Linked DNA regions of Gossypium arboreum: region 2 is linked to region 1. Evidence: chromatin contacts called from public Hi-C data. All regions are on one chromosome and are shown on one strand. The core of a region is the stretch at or near the end of the contact, and the rest is flanking DNA. Distances in the headings are between cores, read along the strand shown. Region 1 has its middle 37 kb from the start of LOC108458196. Region 2 holds the start of LOC108462006 (pollen-specific leucine-rich repeat extensin-like protein 3).

What was found. Hi-C and Micro-C count contacts between places; a contact is called where the count stands out from the background.
Region 2: a contact with region 1 is called in a Hi-C map of leaf, with 1.7 times the contacts expected there. The contact joins the promoter of LOC108462006 here to the enhancer-like site in region 1. A contact is called at or near these places in 3 of 5 Hi-C or Micro-C datasets (all in leaf).

Annotation. Positions count from the first base shown.
Region 1 is chr4:118,696,250-118,700,798 of ASM2569848v2, forward strand. No RefSeq gene overlaps it. Among protein-coding and RNA genes, the nearest start is that of LOC108458196, 37 kb to the left of the region's middle. Within about 2 kb of position 2,367, at least 2 of the 2 cell types and tissues checked have an H3K27ac peak or open chromatin away from gene starts, as enhancers often do. A contact at or near this core is called in leaf, where this site is marked.
Region 2 is chr4:118,734,291-118,738,644 of ASM2569848v2, forward strand. LOC108462006 (pollen-specific leucine-rich repeat extensin-like protein 3) reads right to left here and starts at 2,404. Exons shown (of 1, transcript XM_017762015.2): 1 at 418-2,404. The coding sequence starts at 2,309. The coding sequence ends at 669.

The DNA of each region.
Region 1 (4,549 bases), core at 1,117-3,616:
TTTGAATTGTAAAATTCAAATAGATTCAAACTCAAATTCGAATCACTTATTCGAGTTGAGTCTAATAACTCGATTCAATTAACTCAAAATTTAAAATTTTTTTTTATTTTTCGAATTGAATCGAATTTTACCTACATCTAGTTACACTTGAGTTTAAATGAGATAGTACAATATACCTATATTTTATACTATTTACATGGGTAAAAATATGCGATGGATATACGTGGTGGCAAAATATAGTGGATCTTAAAATGGTAAAATTTTAATTTAAGTATTTTATAATTTATAAAATTTTAAATTAGTAATAATAAATTTACATTTTGATCCTTCAAAATAATAAAATTTAATTTAATCATTTAAAATTTATAAATATATAAATTATTAAAATAATAAAATTATATTTTATTATTACAAAATTTACAATTTAATTTACGGTCCCCAACAAAATTTGAGGCTCCACCGTTGATTGTACGTATGTATTTTGGCATGGGCATTTATGCTGTCCCTACATATACAGTGGCATTTCCAGTTCCGACAAGATTCCATCATTTTCAAGTCCCTGTACATGAGATGACTTCATGTTCATGCAATAAAATTAAAAAAGACAAATCCAAAACTGCGTTTAAGCGACGGCGTTGAAAAATGGTAAATTCTAACTAAGGTCATTAAACTATTAGTAAATTTATGTTTTGATCACTCAACTTTAAAAAGTTACAAAATGGTCATTAACTATTCGAAAGTTTTCATTTAAGACATCGAGTTGTTAAAATAGTTATCATATGGCCTTATTTATTCGCATCACTTGCACCAATCGAAAATCCTCTATAGTTCGATTTTTTTCATGATACAAATTTGAACATCACGAATCTACAAACCAAAATCCAAACAACTTTCTTCTCTAATCTCCAATACTAACTGTCAGATCGACTTGAATCTAAGATATGTTCTTCTAATCATAGATGGGTATTGATCCACAGTACCAATCATCAAATCATCAATTAGAGCTCGCTATCCGGACTTTAAAAAACATTTAAATAGCTCAATAACCATTTTGTAATTTTTTAAAATTGAGTAGTCAAAACATAAACATACTAATAATTAAATGACAAATTATAAGTATAGTGATAAATAGTGTACATTTGAGCAATTAAAATAAGAACCACATCATCAAAATGCACAAAGAGATTGATAATATAAATTATATTCGAATAAATCTATACACATGATACGATTTAAATTAGAATGTAATTATCATCGAAATAGTACTCATACATAGTAAAACATAAACACGGAGGGTACTTGAACTTAATATTTAGAAATTCTTGGACTCACAACTTTATCATTAAACCAAATCCTCATCGGCACATTAAGAATTCTTTATATATATAAATAAATGGATAAGATATTTTGAGTATAGAAAAAAGTTAATAAATTTGAATAAATATTTTTCAATTTTAATTTATTATTTAATAAATAAATGGATAAGATATTTTAAGTATAAAGTTTAAAATTTAGATAAACTATAAAAGGAAGGTTGTATCTCTTATGGTGCTTTCTTTTTCATTTTATTATTATAGATTAGTGGTTAAATTTCAATTTTAGTACTTCTATTATGTTTAAATTTATGATTTAATTTTCATACTTTAAGCTGTCTTTAAATTGTTGTGATAAACCGAAACAACATTATAATTTAAATACAAAATGAACAAAATATATAATTCAAGGGTTAAATAGTGAATTAAACCTCAAAAGGCCTTATTATACACTCTTAGCAATCATTTATTATTTCCTTTTGGTTAAAATGTACATATAGTCTTTGTATTTTTGAAAATTAGTTTAGCCCCTATACTTATATTTTTAGAAATTTAGTCTCTTTACTTCTCATATTTTAAAATTTAGGTTCAAATGTTAACATGGTTAAATTTTTTTTGTTAAATTAATTGTTGTGACATTTTGAAAAAAAAAACTACTCACTTACGAGCTATGTAATTTAAAAAAAAAGATGTCGTAGCTAACCTGAATTTAACAAAAAATTAACAGTACTAATAGTTGGGATAGAATTTTGAAATCTGAAAAATAGACTAAATTCCTGAAAATACAAGTATAAGGACTAAATTTATAAATTTTGATAAGTACAGGGACTATTTGTATATTTAACCTTTTTGTTTGTCCACTAACGCCGTTCAGTGGTATATAAACACGAAACCGATAATCATGAAGCTCAGAAAAAGAAAAAAGAAAAAAAAAATAGCAGCAGCAGAAGGAGCAAAGAGCTTTGCGACAATGTTGGTTAAGAGATTGGAGATTTGCATAGAGCTAGTGAAATTCGCTATAAAGTTTGTCATTGCTCAGGTCGAGAAGGTGATTAACGAAAACCTCCGCCACCGCAGGCCGCCCCCGCCGGTGGCAATGAGGATGCGGTCTTTGTCCCCTCCGCTCCCCTTTGTCGGGCCATTTTAAAGTATTCCGTTTTTGTAAAAAAAAAAAAAAAAAAACATTGGAGGTTTGGACCATTTGGTAATTTGCTCTTTCTTTGTTAGCACTGGTTTCGAAATTTGATTGTGTACTAAACTGTTCAGTTGTACTTTCTGTATTTTAGAATTTATTCTATTCTTATTTTCCGGAATTTCATGAATTTTCATTTTTCAAAATTTGAGATAGATAATGTCGTTGAAATTTTTCTGTTAAATTTATTTGTATTACATTTTAATTTTTTTAAAGACTAGATTGCTGTGTAACAAAGAAAATGACATTGTAATAAATCTTAATTTAATAGAAAATTTTAACTGTATTAATTATTGAAGTAGTATTTTAAATTTGAAAAGTAGAATGAATAAATTATTTGAAATAAAAGTAGAAGGATTAAATTTTGAATTTATAAACAGTACGAAGACTTGGGCATATTTTAACATTTTGTTTATATCAAACTACAGTATTGTTTAGGTTTAATATATCATTTGCTATCCGAGTTCGATACTTTTTTTCTAATTCGGTACTTGTATTATTTTTGATCCAATCTAATATTTGCATTTGGCAAAAGTTGTATATTCTATTACCCAAAGGTAACGATAACTTTTAATGTTTAATATGAGTTTTCAAGTTGATTTAATAAAAGTTAATTACCGATATTATCAGGTTTAATTTTTCTTTAATAGAATAAAATTAGTGTTAATTGTGAATTTGTTTATTTTTGCATTTAATTTTTCAAATATAATAGATGAATATGATTTAATTCAAGTTTTAGTGTTGATTTGATAGAAATTACTTTATAATATTATTAGTTAATTATGAATTTTCATCAAATCAACACTAAAGCCCAATTAAACACTAAGAAGTTAACACTAACTGAAGGTATCAAAATATATAAATTTTGTCAAATACAGATACCATATCGAGTAAAAATAATATAGGTACCATATTAAAAAGTATCAAAATTGAGTACCAAATTGTGTATTAAATAGAGTATGTTGATGTTTTGTAGGAGTGGTATTTTTTCTAAAACTAAGAATATTTTGATTTTCATCTAAGTTGGTTTTTAAAAAATCAAGTAATTTAATCTTTATAAATTTTAAAAGTAAGTAATTAAGGACAACTAATCACTGTATTAATATCTTCCGTTAATTGTACAAAATTTAAATTGATATAATAACAATTTTAGCCTTCGATGTTTACATATATTGTCAACTTGGTTTTGATTCTAAAAGGTTCAACCAATTTAGTCTCAATATTTACATAAATTTTGTGGACTAAACTTGTAAAATCAATACAAAATTGACAGAAAGTATAAACTTTGAGAAGTACATTTGAGAAGTACATTTGTTATTATACCAATCAAAATTATATACAAATGACGTGAAACATTAATGCAATTATTAATTGTTTTAGTTGCTCACTTTCGAATTTAACAGGGATTAAATTGATCCACTTTTTCTAGAAGGGATCAATTTACTCAATATTGATATCAAGAGGGATTGAAAAGTCTTTTTACCATTTTTTTTCAAGAATTAAAAAGTAAATATATTCGAAAACTTCTTATGTAAATGGTTCTAATATTTCTATTCTAGTTTTTGGATAAATTTTGGTTTTGGTCCTTCTATTACGATCAAATTTAATATTTAGTTTTGTTCTTTACTTTAATTTGATATACTTTAATTATCTACTTTCACAATGTCATTAGTTAATGTTAGAGATTATAGGACTTAAATCCTGTCACTTGTTGAAGAAATAAATACAAACTTTGATTAGAACAGAGTTTTTAACCCTTAAATAGATGTAGTCAAAACTCCTCTCGTATCATTTACTTTTCAAAGTTAGTTAATTTTCTTCTCATCGCTCATGATTTTTTTCTCTAAAAAGTTTCTACGTAAAATCTGTGTGTTCTTATTTTTCCTTTTCTTATTACTTTGCGATTATTTTACTACCATTATCGCCTTTTATTATAACAGTTAACATTATTAATATTTTGGTTAAAATGTTGACTTGAAATTTTCTTCAAAACATCAATTCCTACAAGAGGTGATGTTAGGCCACCTAAAGGCTTTGGCACTAA
Region 2 (4,354 bases), core at 1,154-3,653, 38 kb after region 1:
CGTTATAGTTGAGCATTATAAGACTCGAACTTGAATACTTAAAATAACTAGATGCAATGCAATATATCTTATTTCAATACTACTCTTTAGAAATTTTTTTATTTTTATTTTTATGCGAATTTCGTCGTAACCGTGAACAAATGGTAAATGTCACGTGTAGCTATGCAAAATGATATTAATCAATACTATTATTTAGAGGTTTGATTGAGTTGATGACACTCTTTAATCAAATCTCAGTTCAGTTGTGAAATTACCAAAAATTCATTACTTTTATGAAGCAATCAATATTATTTTAAGGGTATTTTTATCTTTTATATTCTTATATAAAATTAGAAAATTTTTATACATGTAATATATAGGATTTGAAACCAAAATATCATGATCTTTACCATTTCAACCAAAACCAAAATGAAATTAAACAAACAGATTTTATTGCTATTGTTTGAGTTAAGGCTAAAATTGACAAATTCGAAGAATATAAAGGTTAAATTGATCAAATTAAAATATATAAAAATTAAATCTAAAATTTTCATAGGGAATAATAATAAATTTTAACCTAGGAGATTCAATCTCTAAAACAAAATATAATCCCAACGGTAAGATATTGGGATTTAACAACATGATTTGTTACCCCTTTTATACAAAATAAAAAGGTTTTATAATACTATTTAGTAGCCTGGGAACATGGGTGGAGGAGGTGATGAATATTGGAATCCCAAGTTTGGCGGGAGGTGAATTCCCTCGGTAGGTCTTGGTGGCGGTGACTTAAGCGGTGGTGGTGGAGAATGGACAGGTGGTGGAGGGGAGTAAACCGGTGCTGGTGGTGGCTTAACCGGTGGAGGTGAAGAATGGACAGGTGGTGGTGAGGAGACGGGTGGAGGGTGAATTGGTGGTGCTGGTGGCCTAGAACGCTCGAGTGGGGATACTTCTTCTTTACCTTCTTGTTCAATAGGAGTCTTCGGAGATTCTTTAGGCGGTGATGGTGGATGATGATGTTGTACCGGAGTTGGCGGGTGTGGTTGCTTAGGCGGTTGAGGTTCCGGGTTTGGCTTTGGTTTATGTTTTGGCTTGTGTGGTGACCTAGCCCCGCCGCCGGCACACTTATCCTTACTACAATCAACAAGTTGGCTTATTACAGGTTGGCATTCTTTATTTGATCTTTGTTTTGGCCGACCAGGCAAACAATTATAGGTGTCATCAAACACAATGTCTTTCTTGGAAGGTACTTGACAAGCATTAGGCTCATTTTGGAAATAGTTGCGAGAAAATGTGAAATTAGACAACTTCGGCAACTTACAAACATTTTCCGGCACCGTTCCGGTTAGCTTGTTGTGTGAAAGATCTAAGGATTCGATGCTTTTCATACCGGTAAGACTTTCCGGCAAAGAACCCGTGAATGCGTTCGAGCTAGCGTCGAATATCGTTACGTTGGTAAGCATCCCGACTTCCTCTGGGAAACAACCGACGAGGTTGTTGTTCATAAAGATAATCTCGTTCAAATTAGACATCTTACCGATGCTGTGTGGAATACATCCTTCGAATTTGTTATTGGCGAACGTCACGATGGAAACGGTTGATTTACCGATCGCTTCGGGGATGGTGGATTGGAACCTATTGTTGTTCAAAAACAAGGCATCCAAGTTCTTTTCGAAGAGTTCGGGCGGTATGATACCTTCGAAGTTGTTGTACCTTAGATCAAGGAACCTAATGGTAGGCCATGAAAGGGCAACTTCAGGGAAAGGACCGACAAAACGATTATTGCTGATATCAAATTCATACATCAACTTTAGTCTAGACATCGTTTTAGGTACAATCCCACAGAACCTATTGGAATTTATATGGATCAACGCGAGATCGGTCATGTACCCCATCTCAGCTGGAAAGTGTGCTGCAATGTCAGCATGATTAAGATCAACCCCGGAAACCACAGTTAAGCTCTTGTCATCCAACGCCTCGGAACAAAACACGCCAGTGTAATTGCACACATTGGAGCCTACCCAATCGCCAGTCTTGTTCATAGGATCGGAGTATATAGCCTTTTTCAAAGCCTGAAGGCCGATGTATGCTTTCTTCAGCCTCTGGTTGGAAAACGTTAAAGATACTTTAACCTCATATTCGACTTCCGGAGGGAGTTCATCGTTAGGAGGAAGAGTCTTAAGCTGGCGGCGAGCAATGTAGGCCGCTTCCGCATCGGTTAATGCAAAGGTGGTGGATGTTGGTAACAAAGAGAAGAGAGAAGAGAATAAAAGAAAACAACCAAAGGCCTGTAATCTTTGAAGCTTATACATAGGATTGTCAATGAGGGACATTGATGTGAGGAGGATGATATTGAGCAATGTGAAAAGGGCATGGGTTTAGACAACAAATGAAGGTGATGGGGGAAGCTTGTTAGGATCATTTTAGACACCACAAAAATTTTGGAGGGGGTGAATTCTAATTTTAGGGACCAACAATTGATGGTTGGGGCCTCTGTTTTGTAAGCCCCTAATTAACTATTTGACCTAGTCTTTTCTTTTTTTCTGATTACATCTCATTCTTGTCCGAATGACATGGTTGGAATTTTGTCTTTTGTTTTTGCTAGGTTAAGGTTATATATATATAAAGTTAAAAAATACATATAGTCCTTACACTTTTTGAAAATTAGGAATTTAATCCCTGTACTTGTATTTCTGGGAATTTAGTCTCTCTATTTTTCATATTTTAAAATTCAAGTCCAACAGTTAATACTGTTAATATATATTTTTTAAATATCTGGTTAATTACAACATTTTTTTTAATTACATGGCTACCAAACGAGTAGTTTTTCATTTCAAAATGTCACAATAACAAATTTAACAAAGAAAACAATGTTAACAATTGGACTTGAATTTTGAAATCGAGAAGTAGAAGAACATTTTAACTAATATATAATATATATCAAATAAATTTTAATTATGATTTTTAAAAAGTTTAAAAGATTAAGATTTAAACTAATAATTGGTTTTCGAACCACGTTACACATTGGGTTAATTATTTTGGACTAAAAAGTAATATTTTAAAGGTTACAATAGGCTCCAAGTTTTTGTACTCTCTCTATATATGAGAAATTTAGTTAATGTATTTTATTGTTTAAGAATTTAGTCCATCTATTTTTTGAATTTATAAATTTAGGCCAAATAGTTAATACCGTTAAAATTCTTCTGTTAAAGTTGTTGGCGTGACATTCTAAAATTTTAACAAAAAATACTCACTCAATAATCATATCATGAAAAATGATATTGTAATGTATTTGAATTTAATAAAAAATGAACGATGTTAACAATTCTTTAAATTTTCATCAATATTTTAATTAAAATAAAGTATTTAAGCTAACTAATGGTATTAAAAATGTTGACGCACTAAATTAAGTAAAAAATTTAAGTATAAAGATCTAATCTCAAATTTGAGCACAATATAGTCCAAAAAACACGAAATGATTTGACCTAGTCTTTTCTTTTCTAATTACATCCTTGTCCGATTGACATGGTTGGGATTTTGTTTTTTTTAAGGTTAAATATAGGTTAAAATATGCCATAAATCTATGTACTCTTCGAATATTTAGAATTTAGTTCCTTTACGTATCATATTTCAAAATACAGATCCAATTGTTAATATTGTTAAAATTATTTTGTTAAATTTAGGTCCATTGCAACATCATTCTTTTAGTTACATGACTACCAAGTGAGTATTTTTATTTAAAATGTCAAACCAACAAATTTAACCAAAAATATTAACAATGTTAATAGTTGAATTTGAATTTAATTTTAAATCTAAAAAGTAAAGGGATTAAATTCTTAAAAGTAAAAGTACTGGACTAAATTCCAAATTTGTGAAAGGTACAAGACTTATGACATATTTTAGCCTTAAATATATAATATATCAAACAAATTTTAATTATGATTGTTTTAAGTTTTAAAGTTAAGATTTAAACTAATAATTAAGTAATGGAGCAATAATGATTGAAACAAATAATTTTTACAAACATTTATGTTGAATATGAGTTGGTCAAATTAATTGTAGAAGTCCTTATACTCTTCAGAGATATGGAATTTAGTCTCTTCACTTTTTAAAATTTAAAATGCAAGTTCAATTGTTAATGTTATTAAAATCCTTTTGTTAAATTCAAGTTACTTACAATGTTATTTCTTTTATTACATGGTTACCATGTGGGTAGTTTTATTATATCAAACTGTTACACCAACGAATTTAACAAAATAATTTTAACAATGTTAACAATTAGACTTGAATTTTTAAATCCAAAAGGTGAAGAGACTAAATTCTAAATATGCAAAGAATACAGGGACTTGAAACATAATTTACCAACAATAAATCACGT